2 separate regions of the Ovis aries genome follow, and region 2 is linked to region 1. The links are chromatin contacts, called in public Hi-C maps. All regions are on one chromosome and are shown on one strand. The core of a region is the stretch at or near the end of the contact, and the rest is flanking DNA. Distances in the headings are between cores, read along the strand shown. Region 1 has its middle 45 kb from the start of TRNAG-CCC. Region 2 holds the start of MT3 (metallothionein 3).

Region 1 (5,498 bases), core at 1,611-4,110:
GGAAGCACAGTTTTAGTCACTAAACCATCAGGGAAGTCCCCAGATCCTGCAATACTTTTAACAGTTGAGGAGAGGTTCCTGATCATAGCCTCATTTGCACTTACTACCTGGAAGAGTAGTAATCTGCCTTCAGTTCAGTTCAGTCACTCAGTCATGTCTGACTCTTTGCGACCCCATGAATTGCAGCACGCCAGGCCTCCCTGTCCATCACCAACTCCCAGAGTTCACTCAGACTCATGTCCATCAAGTCGGTGATGCCATCCAGCCATCTCATCCTCTGTCATCCCCTTCTCCTCCTGCCCCCAATCCTTCCCAGCATCAGAGTCTTTTTCAGTGAGGCAACTCTTCACATGAGGTGGCCAAAGTACTGGAGTTTCAGCTTTAGCAACATTCCTTCCAAAGAACACCCAGGGCTGATCTCCGTTAGAATGAACTGGTTGGATCTCCTTGAAGTCCAAGGGACTCTCAAGAGTCTTCTCCAACACCACGGTTCAAAAGCATCAATTCTTCGATGCTCAGCCTTCTTCACAGTATAACTCTCACATCCATACATGACCACTGGAAAAACCATACCCTTGGCTAGACAGACCTTTGTTGGCAAAGTAATATCTCTGCTTTTTCATATGCTATCTAGGTTGGTCATAACTTTCCTGTCAAGGAGTAAGCGTCTTTTAATTTCATGGCTGCAATCATCATCTACAGTGATTTTGGAGCCCGAAAAAATAGTCTGACACTGAAGCTAATATTGAATCATGAATGTGTCCTGATAAATCCCACTCGAGTCTGTGTCTCAGGGCTCGAAAGGCATCGCCCATGGAGGTTAAGAAAATGTGAGGGCCTGGAGACCACACAGGCATATTTATTCAGTCTGTCTTTTTGTACAGAATTTGGGATCAGAGGCAGGAAATCAGACAGGGAAATGGACACCCCCCAACCCGGGTCAGATTGTCTGATACAATACAGAGGGGGCTGAGTTTGTTCCAGGGAAACTGAGGCATTGGAAATCAGGATAAGTTTGTGACAGGGAAAACTACAGAATCACCACCATCGTAACAAATCCAACAGTCATCTGGAGGTTAGGTAGGTTTAGTTGCTCAGCTGTTTGACTCTTGTGACATCAAGGACTGTAGCCCAGGTTTCTCTGTCCATGAGATTTCCCAAAGCAAGAATACTGAAGTGGATTACCATTTCCTTCTCCAGGGGACTTTCCCATCCTGGGGATTGAAGCCAGGTGTCCTGCATTGCAGGCTGACTCTTAACCGACTGAGTCAGTTGCACTACTGTTATTTGCAATGTCAGATCGGAGAAGGCAATAACACCCCACTCCTGTACTCTTGCCTGGAAGATCCCATGGACCGAGGAGCCTGGTAGGCTACAGTCCAAGGGGTTGTGAAAAGTCAGACACGACTGAGCAACTTCACTTTCAATTTTCACTTTCATGCACTGGAGAAGGAAATGGCAACCCACCCCAGTGTTCTTGCCTGGAGAATCCCAGGGACGGGGGAGCCTTGTGGGCTGCTGTCTATGGGGTCACACAGAATTGGACACGACTGAAGCGACTTAGCAGCAGCAGCAGCAGCAATGTCAGATATCTAAACAACAGCATTCTCTTTCCAGGCCAGAACAAGACAAAAGGTGGACAAAAGATCATAGGGCTTCCCTGGCGGTACAGTCATTAAGAATTCGCCTGCCAACGCAAGGGACACAGGTTCGATCCCTGGTCCAGAAAGATCCCATATGCCAAGAAGCAACTAAGCCTGTGTACCACAACCAAAGAGTAGTCCCCGCCTACCTCAACGAGAGAAAGCCTGTGTGCAACAACAATGACCCAGCACAGTCACAAAGAAATAAATCTTTTACAAGGTTAAAAAAATTAAAAATTAAATTAAAAAAAATTTTTTAAAACTTCATGGTGTAGGAATTAGGAAAAGATGGTAAATTAGGGAAGGAGAAATGAAAGAAACTTTCCGGGTCCAAAGGCAGGAAGTAGTCTACTTCAATATCAGCTACTTTTCCTAGTCCATTCAATTTTGAAGTCTCTGGCTGGTGTGCAGTTCCTAGAGTTTAGAGGAGTCCTTTGAAGTTGAGAAATGAGGACCCAAGGTTTAAGTCCGTGATATTTGGCTGTCATCTGGGTAGTGAGGAGAACTCGCTATATAAAATGTTCCCTTCCAAAGAGATCCAAGAGCAGTCTTTGTGCTTAGTGACTCCAAATTAGAAGGGTGGGGAAAACACTTGAAGCTTTAGTTTGGAGAGTCATGGCCAGATATTTGAGGAAACTAGAATTCAGGATCCAGTCCAGTTTACAGGAACATGTCTGAGATTTATCTTTGAATCCATAACACTTAGCATAGTGAGAATAAATGAAATAATGAACAAAAGGAAGGAAGGATGGAGGAATGGATGGATGGATGAATAATTAGAGCCAAAGATGATGGAGAGATGGAGTCCCTTTACTGTAAGGACATTCTCTTCAAAGATCCTTGCCTGGAAAAGTAATGAGTTCCCTGACCCTGGAGTTGTGTAACAGGAGGCTGAGACTTGGCAGGAACACTGTAAAGTTAATTCAGGCATCAGAAGGGAGACCGAAAGAAATTTAGGATGCTTCCAAAATAAGACTATGGAGCTCTAAATAAGTGCATGGAAATAGAAACCCAGGGAAATGAAAAGGTTTGCCCTTAATTCCCCAGCTTGGCATCTGTGGGGCTAGGAGTCACTCTGAGAGTTTTCCAGTTGTTCTGAGGACCCCAGACCAAAGCCTCCCCTTGGCTGAAGGCTTCTGTCTGCTTGCGCCTGCCCTGGGAATCTCATAGAGCATGAAGGTTACAGTCCAGGAAGGGAGAAACACTTATGAAACCCGTTGTTTGAAGAGTCTTTGGTTACCTGTAATTGGAGAGTTTTTGTCCTGGCTGTTAATATATTGGTATAAGAGGGCAAACTCCGTGGGGAGAGTATCTTAGAAGCGGCCAGGGGTGGGGGTAGGGTGAAGGCGGGTGGGGAGGGCAGGAGCTGGGGCCAGAGATGGAGAGGGCGGGACCTGGAGGGGGGCAGAGCTGAGAACGGGACCGCATTGCCCCTCCAAACTCCTAGAGACCTGCAGCCACAGGGGCTGCGCTCTTTCTGCACTGTGGCTCTTTGCTCTGATCCTGACCTCGCTCTCCACTTCCACGGCTTGGAATGAGTACTCCTGAAGCGCAGAGAGCGGGGTGACGTTTGGAAATATTTAGCCCGGGCAAGGTGCCAGAGATGCATATAGGGTAAATGTTCCCTAGCAGCGGCACGCCCTCTGGACTTGGAGTTTTGCACTCAGCCAATCTGGTGGCCTCAAGAGACACAGGGGAGGGTAAACACCCCAAGTCACAGCTGCACGGGCTATGACACGTGCAGAGAAAAATCAGCTAAACTCCTGCCTTGGTGTTGAGAATGTGGGAGAGCATCTCCTATTTTCCTCTTGATTATTAGTATAGTGTGTGTGTGCGCATGTGTGTGTGCGCCAGTCACTCACTCGTGTCTGACTCTTTGCGACACCATGGACTGTAGTCCGCCAGGCTCCTCTGTCCATGGATTCTCCAGGCAAGGATACTAGAGTGGGTTTCCATTTCCTTCTCCAGAGGATCTTCCCAACCCAGGGATTGCACCCTCATCTCCTGCATTGCAGGTGGATTCTTTACCATCTAAGCCACCAGGGAAGCCCCGATTGTTAGTATGGATGAGGCCAAATTATGGAGAGTGGCTCACCAGAATATTATTATCGATTCTGGAACCAGGATGTGTGGGTTCCCATCTGGCTCAACACTTAGTAGGTGTGTGTTCTTACTCAGGGGATGTCCCTTTGCTGTGCCTCAGTTTTGCCCATCTAAAATGGGAGTGACCACTGGGTTGTCATTGGACTGTTGTGAGATTGAAATGGGTTATTTTTAAAAGTGCATGGAATGGGCAAAGTAAAAACAAGGGGGGGATTCATAAATAAAGAAGTTGTTCTAACATGCGGTGTATTAATAGACACTCTGAGGTGTGATAAAGTCCATGGATCAAGAGCCAACTGCTATTTAAGAGCTAGTTTGTTACTCCCATGGGGTTTTGTTACTCCCAGTTCCCCAGAGGAGGGGGCTGACGCCACCTGGTGGGCACAAGGCAAAGCACTAGGTGTGTCAGAGGCAGAGGAAGGACGGAGGAATTGCAGGTAAGAACTTTATCTTGGTTGGTGGGAGGCAGGGTGAAGGAGCTAGCCAGCTCCTCGCCCCCACCCTCCCATGCTCTGGGGCTTAGGGACTACCAACAGTTGTCAGGTCCTTGAACTGTGGTGTTGGAGAAGACTCTTGAAAGTCCCTTGGACTGCAAGGAGATCTAACCAGAAGGAGATCAGCCCTGGGATTTCTTTGGAAGGAATGATGCTAAAGCTGAAACTCCAGTACTTTGGCCACCTCATGAGAAGAGTTGACTCATTGGAAAAGACCCTGATGCTGGGAGGGATTAGGGGCAGGAGGAAAAGGGGACGACAGAGGATGAGATGGCTGGATGTCATCACTGACTTGATGGACGTGAGTCTGAGTGAACTCCGGGAGTTGGTGATGGATAGGGAGGCCTGGTGTGCTGCAATTCATGGGGTCACAAAGAGTCGGACATGACTGAGCGACTGAACTGAATTGACCTCGAGTGACTAGGACAGGATGATAGTGGCCCATGTGGAGGGCCTAATAAAGAAAGAAGTTAGGGAACAGGTTCTGGCAGGCTGGAAGGGAAAGTTCATTCTTATCTCCAGGGATCGTCTAACTCTGAGAGGGGCAGTCCCCCCAGAATCATAAAGGCTCCGGCTGTCAAAGCATCAGAATACGGGACATAGAGGACATGGTTAATACAAGGGTGCAGCAAGGGACCTCGGAATGCATCTGTACCATTCTACAGATGGAAAAACTGAGGCTCAGAGATGGAAATGTACGTGCCCGAGGTCAGCTGGAAAATCATGCTCTGGATTCTGTCTCTGTCTCCTGAGTCCAGAGCCAGTGCTCTGGCCACCAGTGGTCTGACAGCCCAGCCTGCACTGGGCTTTAATCCCCTTCCTGGTGCTGTGACACTGTGAGAGGCCTGGAACCGAGGGAAAGAATGGAGTAAGAACAAATTAGGAGATGTTTATCCCCTACTGCTGCTTTCCACCTTTAGAAAGTCCATGTTGGCTGACTCCATCTCCACAGTTAACTAATCTGTAAAATGGACATATTAATGTCTACTTAGTGAGGCTTTGAGCTTCCCTGATGGCTCAGTGGGTAAAGAATCTGTCTGCAATGCAGAAGACACAAGAGACCTGGGTTCCATCCCTGTGTTGGGGGAGATCTTCTGGAAGAGGAAATGGCAACCCACTCCAGTAGTCTTGCCTGGGAAATCCCAAGGTCAGAGGAGTCTGGTGAGCTGCAGTCCAAAGGGTTGCAAAGAGTTGGACGTGACTGAAGTGACTGAGCATGGATGTGGACAGTGAGGCTTTTGTGAAGATTAGTTAAAAG
Region 2 (5,498 bases), core at 1,991-4,490, 110 kb before region 1:
ACTAGGGCCTGGCCTCTCCTGGCGAGTCTCAGTCGCTCCATCTTCCTGGGAAGCAGCCTCAGGACCACCTCCAAAGCGGGAGGGCTGCAAATCCTCCACAGATATTGACCCTTTAATCAAGAGAAATTGATAAGAGGCCAGGCAAGGCTTTATTGGGTTCAGGCTGCAGCATGAGGTAGTGAAAATAAGAAACGGGTGTCCTTGCTCGTTCTCCCAGGAGGTGGGCTGGTTCCTTAAATGGATGAAGTTAGGGGTGGCTCTGGTTGGGCCAGAGGGGTGGCTTAGGTGTGCTGTGCGCAGGGATCATGCACAGTGCCTTGGTTTTGCTGTGTGCGGAGTTGTTTCAGTCGTGTCTGACTCTTTTCGACCCCATGGACTTTAGCCCGCCAGGCTGCTCTGTCCATGAGATTCTCCAGGCAAGAGTACTGGAGTGGGTTAAGCCCTCCTCCAGGGCATCTGCTCTGAGCACCTCGAAAATGGCAGTTTGTGGCCCTCCTGTATCTCATTGTTCCTAATTGCCTCAAATGTGCATGCATGGTTATTTATAGTTTCATACAGTCTCTTTGTAAATGAAGAAACATTTGTCCAGGGCAAGCACTCTGGTAGAGAGTCCCAGGTGCCAGCCTATCCCAGTATTTCTTTTTTAAAAAGTGGAAGTTGGGTGTGAGAGGTGATCAGGTCTCTTTGGGAGGACTTGTGGAGGCACTTCCATTCTTGAGGAGGCAACAGGTTGTCGTTGTGTAGTTGCTAAGTCAAGTCCAACTCTTTGCAATCCCATGACTATAGCATCCTTGGAATGCATGAAAGTGAAAGAGAGGAAAAAGTTGGCTTAAAACTCAACATTCAGAAAACTAAGATCATAGCATCCAGTTCCAACACTTCATGGCAAATGGATGGAAAATGATGGAAACAGGACAGACTTTATTTTCTTGGGCTCCAAAACTACTGCAGATGGTGACTGCAGCCATGAAATTAAAACACGCCTGCTCCTTGGAAGAAAAGCTATGACCAACCTGCTGCTGCTGCTGCTAAGTCGCTTCAGTCATGTCCGACTCTGTGCGACCCCATAGACGGCAGCCCACCAGGCTCCCCTGTCCCTGGGATTCTCCAGGCAAGAACACTGGAGTGGGTTGCCATTTCCTTCTCCAATGCTGGAAAGTGAAAAGTGAAAGTGAAGTCGCTCAGTCATGTCCGACTCTTAGCTACCCCATGGACTGCAGCCCACCAGGCTCCTCCATCCATGGGATTCTCCAGGCAAGAGTACTGGAGTGGGGGTGCTCTAGATAGCATATTAAAAAGCAGAGACATTATTTTGCCAACAAAGGTCCATCTAGTCAAAGCTATGGTTTTTCCAGTAGTCATGTATGGATGTGAGAGCTGGACTGTGAAGAAAGCTGAGCGCTGAAGAATTGATGTTTTTGAACTGTGGTGTTGGAGAAGACTCTTGAGAGTCCCTTGGACTGCAAGGAGATCAAACCAGTCAATCCTAAAGGAAATTAGTCCTGAATATTCATTGGAAGGAATAATGCTGAAGCTGAAACTCCAATACTTTGCCACCTGATGCAAAGAACGGACTCACTGGAAAAGACCCAGATGCTGGGGAAGATTGAAGGCAGGAGGAGAAGGGGATGACAGAGGATGAGATGGCTGGATGGCATCACCAGCTCTATGGACATGAGTTTGAGCAAGCTCCGGAAGTTGGTGATGGACAGGGAAGCCTGGCATGCTGCAGTCCATGGGGTCGCAAAGAGTCTGACACGACTGAGCAACTGAACTGAACTGACTGAAGCCCAACAGACTCCCCTGCCCATGGGATTTTCCAGGCAAGAATACTGGAGTGGGTTGCCATTTCCTCCTCTAGGGGATCTTCCCAACCTAGGGATTGAACCCACATCTCCTGTATTGCAGGCAGATTCTTTAACTGCTGAGCCACCGAGGAAGCCCCTTAATGCAGGGTTCCTGGGAAAAGTTTTGTTTTGTTTACGGTCTCTAGATGAGCCTTGCCTCTGTGAGGCCCAATACAACCATGTGAAAGGTGCTTACACTATAAGCAGAAGTGAGGCCTCCCCGTGTTCGGGGCTGGGCGGGGGCGGGGGGTAGGTCACCATGTGGCTGCCCTTTCTGAAACACCATCAGCAACCCTTTCTCCTCCTTCTGTAACCCTTGGCCAGTTGTCTAATGCTGTCCTTTGCTCCTCCATTTCCTAGGGATTAAGTGTGCTGACTTGCTGAGTGAGGACCCAGTCTTGTAACAAAGGACGTGGACTGTTCTGTGTCCAGCTTCTGTGGCTGCTGCCCCATCACTCCAGTCTCTGCTCCAATGGTCCCATCGCCCCCTCCTCTTCTCATCTCTGTGGACCTTCTAAGCATGCTCATCACTGGATTTAGGGCCTATGTGGATAATCCAGGATGATCTCATCTCAAGATTTTTAATTTAATTACATCTGCAAAGCCCTCCTTTCCAAATACAGTAATAACCACAGATTCTAGGATTTGACATTGATATCTCTTGAGGGGCCAGTTTTCAGCCAAACACACACGCAAGGGTCTCTGAGAAACTCAGCAGAAGGAACAGATAAAAGGAGAGAGGCTTCCCTCTGAAGCTGAGATGCAGCCACCTAGCATCACCATCCCTCCCCCCAAAACTCCCGCTGGTCACCCCAGTCCTGTGCTGCAGGGCTCCCAGAGCAGGTCCTTCCCAAGACAGTTTGTGAGGGCCCTTGGGTGGGGGCGGGGTGTGTTCTCTCCCCATCAAACAGGGAGTCCTGGAGCAGCGGAATGACTCAGCGCACCCTGGGAATCCCAGAATAAGGGATAACGGCGGTGGAGAGGATGAGAAGCAGGAAAGGGCTGGGAAATAAAAAAGCCTTTTGCTCTCCCTCTGCCTCCAGAGGCGGGAAGTGAGCACTTTCTGCGAGGTGGCGGCTGCAGCGGTGGACAAGGGCGGACAGGCGGGCGGGGAGTGCTCCCCGTGCACATGGTGGGAAGTACGTGACTGCGCGCGCACCCGGCTGTGCACACTGCAGCGGGACACACGGCAGGGGTGCGGGGAGCGCGGCCGCAATGCGCGCCTCCGCGCCGACTTGTGCTCCCGGATGGAGAGAGGAGGCGCGCGCGCCTAGAGGGCTGTGCCAACGCGCCCCCGCCTGGGGCTATAAAAGTCTCGCCACCTGCTGCCGCCAGTGCATCCAATTGCCCTAGAAGCCGATTCGCCTCCTTCGGTGGTCGCTCCTCTCCGGCATGGACCCTGAGGCCTGCCCCTGCCCTACTGGTGAGCCCCCGCCCCCGCCCCACCTGCGGCACCGCGCGCCCCTTTACTTGCAAAGAATCCTACGCCTTTGCTCAAGGACGTTTGCGGGAAGGGACCCTTATTTCCCATTTTGAATTTCTTGAAGGATGGGCATGGCTATATCCCCAAGGGCACTGAGGCTGAGTACCGCGTCTTCTTTTAGGCCTGGCCCCACCCCGAGTTCTAACCCATCTTGTGCCCCCCTCCCCCAGGCGGCTCCTGCACCTGCTCCGACTCCTGCAAGTGCGAGGGCTGCACATGTGCCTCCAGCAAGAAGAGTGAGTGCGGGGACCCCTCTGTGCGCCCCCCTACCCGTCCTCCCCCGAGCACCACGCCTGTCCACGTAGGCAGTAGGCACGGAGCGGCCCCTCTGCCGGCTGTGACACTGAGTTGACTCTAACGGGAAAAGAACCACCCAGAGGCCTGAAGACTCAGTTGCAGGCCCTCCTTCAGTGATTGTTACCTTGGGCCCAGGCAATTGTTTGTGGATTCCCGGAAGGTTCTAATGGGCAGTTAGGATACAGAACTGCTCTCCTGAGCCCACCGCTTCCCTCCAGATCTCCAACGCCTGGGGAAACATGAGTGAGGCCGGGGGTTAGCTCTGGAGTTGGGGTCCCTTGGGCCCTCTTGGCCTTTGTGGATCCCCTCAATTTTACCTCCCCTGAATCTCCCCCAAAGCAGTGCAATACGCAGGGGAAAGGCGCCCTTGTTTGTGAATTACACTAGGCGTACGCCCTCCACGAATCTCCTGACCCCTACACTTGCACCATTTCTGCCCCGACAGGTTCATCCTTCAAGGTCATTTCCCCTGGATGTTTTCTCCCTAAGGCCTGGTTCCCCCTAGTGTCGGCCTCACTCCACCATCCCCGGGGCTCCTGGGCTCATAGATGGGGTTGTGGGCTAGTTACTGTGGACCCTTCCCCCATGGGAGCCCGGTGTGTAGCTGACACACCAGAGATGCTGAGCCAACCCAGGTGTAAGACTAGGAAGTGGGGGGCAGTGCCCTCTGGCAGCCCTCCTTTCCCCCTCCTTTTGGTGGGGACAGGTGGGGGAGGACAGGCCATCAGACTGGGCGTTCCCCATTTTATCTGCAGGCTGCTGCCCCGCAGAGTGCGAGAAATGTGCCAAGGATTGTGTGTGTAAAGGTGGAGAGGGGGCCGAAGCTGAGGAGAAGAAGTGCGGCTGCTGCCAGTGAGGACGTGCCCACTGTCCCGTGTGAAACGTGTGTGAATAGTGCAGGGTGGCCCAGTGCCACCTGCCCTGTGGTGAGGCCCAGCAGTGTGTCCCCTTCCCTGCAAGCCACTGGCAAGTGACAATAAATCCTATGAATGGCATTAGCCAAGGACTGGTCTCTTCTTAAAGGGGAAGGACGCCAGGGTGGGGGTGGGGGTTGGGGGGGGTGGGTGGAAGGAGCCTCATCAGAAGAACTGCCCAGCTGGAAGATAAAATCGGGAGATTGGCCACTGGTCTTTCTGGGACTGGGAGGACATCCTCCCACCTTCAGATGGCACATGACCCTCCTGCCAAGTCAAGCTGAACTCTGGGAAAAGAGGGGAGACCAGACTCATATGGGTCTGTTTCTTTTTCTGCTTCTCAGCCTCACAGTCTGCATCCGTACAATGGGACTTGTTGCTGTTGCTGTTTTCGTGAAGTCGTGTCCAACTCTTTGTGACCCCATGGACTATAGACTGCCAGCCTCCTCTGTCCATGGGATTTTCCAGGCAAGAATACTGGGGTGGGTTGCCATTTCCCTTTCCACAGGAACTTCCCGACTCAGGGATCAAACCTGTGTCTCCTGCTTGGCAGGCGGATTCTTTGCCACTGACCCACCTGAGAAGCCAATGGGGTTGGGGGAAGTTAAAACCAGACCCCAGCCCCAAAGCCCTGAAGTTTCTGCAATTTTCTAGCCACTCCTGCAAAGCTGCCTGTTTTCAGAGTCATCAGAGGCAAGGCCAGGAGGCCCCGGGGCCTATCTTGGCAGACTGTCATCTGTGTTTCCAAGGTCACCACCCTGAATAGCCTGTCTCCCTAAACAGATTGTTCCGCTCCTTTTCAGACCTTCTCATTTGGCAGTTTGTGTCCAGCTCCTTCCTTCTTCAAGGGGAGGTAGGGTACTGAGAGCTTTAATCCACAGTGGTTGTGGCATAATCCTTGATGAAAGGGAACACTCTGGTCTACCTGGGTTGAATGGAAAAGAAAAAGTCCTGGGA

Evidence for each region. A called contact is a pair of places that touch in the nucleus more often than the background predicts.
Region 2: a Hi-C map of liver shows a contact between it and region 1, with 2.9 times the contacts expected there. The contact joins the promoter of MT3 here to the enhancer-like site in region 1. A contact is called at or near these places in 9 of 16 Hi-C or Micro-C datasets (liver, mixed tissues, muscle and 4 more).

Annotation. Positions count from the first base shown.
Region 1 is chr14:23,429,118-23,434,615 of ARS-UI_Ramb_v3.0, reverse strand. No RefSeq gene overlaps it. Among named protein-coding and RNA genes, the nearest start is that of TRNAG-CCC, 45 kb to the right of the region's middle. Within about 2 kb of position 2,860, at least 8 of the 54 cell types and tissues checked have an H3K27ac peak or open chromatin away from gene starts, as enhancers often do. A contact at or near this core is called in liver, where this site is marked.
Region 2 is chr14:23,541,219-23,546,716 of ARS-UI_Ramb_v3.0, reverse strand. MT3 (metallothionein 3) reads left to right here and starts at 3,240. Exons shown (of 3, transcript NM_001009755.1): 1 at 3,240-3,270; 2 at 3,501-3,566; 3 at 4,383-4,483. The coding sequence starts at 3,240. The coding sequence ends at 4,483. The region is part of intron 1 of BBS2 (Bardet-Biedl syndrome 2); the gene reads right to left.